Regions from separate parts of the Gossypium arboreum genome. Here region 2 is linked to region 1. A link is a contact called in public Hi-C data. All regions are on one chromosome and are shown on one strand. Each heading gives the region's core, a stretch centred on a gene start, on an enhancer-like site or on the middle of the called end of the contact. The rest is flanking DNA. Distances are from core to core; before and after follow the strand shown. Region 1 holds the start of LOC108463801. Region 2 holds the start of LOC108464165.

The links. Hi-C and Micro-C count contacts between places; a contact is called where the count stands out from the background.
Region 2: a contact with region 1 is called in a Hi-C map of leaf, with 3 times the contacts expected there. The contact joins the promoter of LOC108464165 here to the promoter of LOC108463801 in region 1. A contact is called at or near these places in 2 of 5 Hi-C or Micro-C datasets (both in leaf).

What each region holds. Positions count from the first base shown.
Region 1 is chr11:32,654,844-32,657,627 of ASM2569848v2, reverse strand. It overlaps LOC108463801, which reads right to left and starts at 1,399. Exons shown (of 5, transcript XM_017763726.2): 1 at 1-1,399.
Region 2 is chr11:32,868,119-32,870,902 of ASM2569848v2, reverse strand. It overlaps LOC108464165, which reads right to left and starts at 1,331. Exons shown (of 13, transcript XM_053021201.1): 1 at 988-1,331; 2 at 865-903; 3 at 616-764; 4 at 375-450. The coding sequence starts at 1,184.

The sequences.
Region 1 (2,784 bases), core at 150-2,649:
ATGGCAGGAAATAACAGGCAATAACCAGTTTGATAATGCTAGATATACACAATATACACAATATACACAATAAACATCATGGAAGATATACATAATACACATCAGTTTGATAATGCATTCATACAATGGCAGATATACACAATACACATCAGTTTGATAATGCATTCATACAATGACAGATATACACAATACGCATCAATTTGATAATAGCATTCATACAATGGCAGAAACAAACAATAAACATCATGCACATGGCATACAATACAAAATCGAAATAACCCTAAATTGAAATCCAGATCGAAATCAAAATCAAATTCTAAATCTAAATCGAGATCAAAATTGGAATCAAAATCAAAATCAAAATCAGTGAGTGTTTTAAAATTGAAATTAAAATCGAAATCAAAATCAAAATCAGAATCGAAATTAAAATTGAATTAGAAATAACCCTAAATCGAAATAGCAACATTGGAATCCAAAAAATTTAAAACTAAATGCAACAACTTACCCGTTAAAGTGGATGTAACACCACTGGTAGCTTCTTTTCTATTGCCCATTGTCCCTGGCAATAAAAAAATTGAATGGTTTCTGGTTCGTCTTCTTTTCTCCCTAAACAAAGTAGACAATCATTAACCCTAAACCTTATACCCTATTAATGGATTATTGAACGAATTTCTAACCCTAAACCCTCTTTAATCGATTTTCAATTCAGTTTAAACCCTAAAAAAATCCTAAATTAGGATTGAAATTTCCCAAATTGATTTTCCTTTTTCTCCCCCCCCCCAAATCCCCTTCCTTAATCTATTTCTAACCCTAAAACATTACCCTTACCCATTTTTTCCCTAAAACTGCCCCAATCAGCGATTTTGCCAACATGGTAAGTTAACTTGCCACATCAGCTGGTTAACTTGCCACGTCAGCAATCCCATTAAAACTCTAACGACAATCGTTAACCGATGACTATTTTGTCACGTTTTAATAACGTTAGTGACCGTTTTGTTATTTTTTGAAAGTTAAGTGACTAAAATGAAACCTAGGTGACTGTTTTGTCAGTAACCCCAAAGTTGGGTGACTGTTGGTGTAATTTACCCTACAATGAATAAATAGATACTATAAATTTTCTATTCATCTAAAGAGACATGCTAAAAGATGCCCAATAGCAATAGGAAGTTAAATTTTCTATATTATGTGTTTGATGCTATGAGTGCAAGATTGCAATAGTACAAGTAAAACTACACATATGTTTTGTATTCCGTAATGAAGTTTAAACATTCTAGGCTTCTGTTGTGATTTTCCTCCTTACTTCAATCCAGATTTTGATTTATTTTTATAAATAGAGATAGATATACTCTGCATATCAATTGGTAGAATGATATAGTTTCCTTGCATTCTAAATCTACACAGCCTATCCCTTGAAGTTTGTATCGAAGTTTCGAAGGATGGGTACAAAATATTTCATCAATCTTTAAAAAAATTGTATTATTTATTAATGGATTCTATCTCTCTCTCTCTCTCTTTATATATATATATATATATATATATATATATATATATATATGTTTGCTGGAGAACGAAGGATTTTAACCATTCATCAATGGGGAGTATTAAAAGAAGCAGAAAACCCACATGTGATACTCCCTCCGTACTGTACCCCAAATTTTACATGGAATGAAGTGAAAGGAAACAATAACTATTTAAATTACAATTGTATCAACCGATAACTTATATTGGGTTAAGCCATTTAAAGCTTAAATTTAATCGAAATCTGAGTATTAGAGAAGTTTTGAATACAAAAAATTATCATAGATAAGAGCACAAGGAATGATATTATGATCATAAGTTAAAATAATTGAGAACACATTTTCATTGGCTCCACTGGAGATTTTCTGATCCAACATGGGGAAACGAGCTAATTTCTTTGGACACATTAAACAATGTCTCTTTTCCACTCAAAAGAAACGAAGAAATTCAAAGAAAGGAAAAAAAGGGTTTTTCTTTTTCTTTAAGTTTCTTTGAAAATTTTCTTAGATAATCATAAAAGGTTGAAGCAGTTGCTGGCAAGATAGGAGACCAGAATAGAGACAGTAAAATCTTAGATACGAAGCCTCAAAGGCCAAAAGTTAGTGTGTTTGTGTGTGTGTGTGTGTGTGTGTGTGTGTGTGTGTGCAGTACTTGTGGTTCAGGCCATCCCTATTCTCACCCAAAGGACACTGTGTGTATTTTGGATTCAATGTGGGGAGTTTTGACTGGTCCTCTTTTGCAGGCACTGATTCATGAAAACCCACCACTTGTCAGTACCCCATTTGGCTGAATTTATTTTTTAGAATTATTAAATTTTGGGTCATGTGAATGACAACCATGTCCTTTTGTGAGTAAAAATTCAAATCGTATCTTTTAAAAAGTAGAGAAATTTTCTTTGTGTTTGTTCTTCTCCCCCCTCCCCATGTTACTCAGACCTACCATAGCTCAACATGATCCTTGAAACTATTATGTTTTATCTGTCTTTTTCCCAAGTTTTTTAAAACAAGGGGAAATAAAACTTAAAAAAATGACCCTTAGACTCCATAATCCAAATGAATGTGTGCCCTTTCCCAGACCCTAGACCTAACCATATTGTTGATATTTAATTGGATACTCAAAATCCATGTGCTGTTGTTATGTTAGTGGCAATAGGTAAAGAAAATGAGGGCCCAAAAAAGGTTGATTCAGTTTAATCTAATCAATTCTTATATTTATTTTTAAAGGTTACATTCAACTAATTTTAATTTTTAATATTCGAAATCCTCT
Region 2 (2,784 bases), core at 82-2,581, 210 kb before region 1:
TAAAACAAATAATAAACCTATCAAAGTTAATTTATAAATAGCTAAAAATCATATGAGAGAAAGTAAAATGCAAGACAAGTCTATAAATTGGATCTTTTATAAAAACTTAACGCATCTCAACATTTATTTCCAAATAGAATAAATCTTGGAAAATACATCTCCTGCAACCACCATCTTATCTCCATGTCTAAGATCACCCTAAAGCCCTATGCAGCATGAAAAAAAGAATTGCAAAGAGCAAGACACTGTTGGAAACTTTTATGCAGATGGCATGCCAATAAATTTTTATTTTTCGGAAAAGCTTTGAGCACCATCACATGCATCACCTATCTTATCAAATCGGCACAAATAGCTGAGAAAAGAATATACTAAACCTGTCTGATTGGAACGGTGCGATTACTTTTGCCTCCATTTCTACATTCACATGTTGTAAACCATCCTCGTCGGTAACTGTCAAAAGATACAAACCTCAGCACATAAAGCTTATTTGAAAACTAATCGCTATTCTTATAACAGACTTTTGCCGTTATAACCAAAAAATAGGAGGGACACGAAACAAACAAAAGTGAACCAAAAACAGAATTTATCAATTCCAAGAAATAAAAAAGTACCGACATCCTCTACGGCGATGCTTAATTAAATCCCGATAACGCTCGAAATTAACAAACTCTTCTACTTCTTCTTCCTCTTCAGACTTCTCTTGATTCCTAAAATGTCGTGTCCCTGGCTCGCGAATAAAATCAAGAAGAGCTCGGCCATCGAATCTAAAATATAAGCAAATGCTAATCAGTTTAAAAAAAAAAAAAAAGCATCGTCTAAAAGGATCTTAGAAATGAAGATAAATGAGAAATAAAAAATATATACCTATCGATTAAAATATCTTGTTTTCCATTCCAAGGAATCCTGTAAGCAAAAGGAATAAATTTGAGATAATTAATGGAAGGCTAAGAAGGTAATATTTAACGGAAAATTGATAAATTGACTTACAAGCCTTGCTGATCTTGAGTGGCATGATAAAGAGCATCGTCACGGTGGATACGGCAGCGAGAGCCGACGACTTGAATGGATTGTTGAGGGTCGCCGCGTCTTTTGGCAAGGAATATGGCCCGTCTTTGTGCTCTCTTTCGAGCCGCGTCCATCATGTCGTGGACCTTCCTTTCTGATCTCCGAGCTTCGTGCCACATCTCTGATGATAGAATCGGAGTGTCGAAACCCTAAAGAGAGGAGGAGGAAATAAAAAACAACGATCTCTGGATCAATAATCTGTGTGTTAGGTAAGTGGAAAGCTTTGTTTTGTTATGTACCCTTTTTTTTTTTTTCTTTTATGAATAAATGGTCTGTCATTTTATTTGTCCAAAAAGGCCCAACTTTGAGCCTTGAGATTTGGGCTAGTAAGCCCCTTTCGTCTTTCTCTGATTTTTACTCTGGTTAAAAGCTATTTTTATAGATTCATGGTTTCAATGCGAACTTACTTTAAACAAAGTTATATGCGATTATTATTTTATTTACGATAAATATTAAATTTATACATAATTTTTTAATTTAATGTTTAATTTAATACATAAATTTTGATTTGATGTAATTATATATATGAAATTTAAATTTCAATTCAATTATATACATTTAAATAAATAAATACATACATTTATTTTTTATATTTGATTAATAAAATTATTTGTGTATGCAATATCTCGAGCGTAAAGCGGTATTAATTTAATAATATTGTTAGTAATTTTTAAAAATAGGATCAAATCAAATTTTATGTATAAAATCACACAATATTAAAGTTCATGTATGACATTACATATTAAATCAAAATTAATATATAATTTTGATATTTATTATCCTTCTAGTTAATTTTGTAAAAATATATTTAAAGAATAATAATTAAATAAGGATTTTGTTAACCTGTGTTTTTAAGACTTTTAAAAGTAATTTTTAAGAAAAGAATAACATAGCATTACTAAGCTATAGCGCGTGGTACACATTATAGTTGGCTTTATCAACCATAAAAACAGAATATTGAAATAGACAACATATCATTAAAATGTTCTAAAACTGACCTTAATCCTAGATGGACTAAAACTATCGTCCTCCTTTGCAAGTGAGTAGTGCATCTATTCCCTTCATATAGATATGTTGCAATCAACTAAGCTAAAATGTCTTCAAAATAGTCCTGCTCAAGCATAATGTTACCAGTTGCAGTACTCTTCATTTGACTAATGACAGACGAGGCATCAAGCTCAATAATTGAGAGATGCTTAAATCCTTTACAAGTAAAACATCATATTGGAGATTGGATTCGATCCCAAACAAAATCTCATTCTCCTCCCTTAATTATTTAAAAAAAAAATCATATCATAATGCCCATATTTCAACAATCATATTGGTTGCAAAAACTTATAAATGGTGACTACCTGTCACCTGATTGCCTAAAGAAGAGCCATCACAATTCAATGTGTTGAGGTAGTTTTTGAGCAGTGCCAAGACCAATGCCAACCGATGTCTAGCACTACCTACTCAGAAAACTTATCATATTTAAGTTGGAAAATTTTAGCAACAAAATCCTTGGGCTTTGATTCTAAATGATACGTTGGACAAAAACCGAAACATCCTTGAAATCCAAACTACACAAAACAAGATATCTTAAAGATTGATTTGGATTTGGATCGAAGCAATCAACTTTCTAAGTTTAGTTGATCAGATTGAATTAGGAAAAAATTGCAAGTATATATTCAAGACTTATCATGAGCTGATTCAAGACTTACCATAAGCTGATTCAAC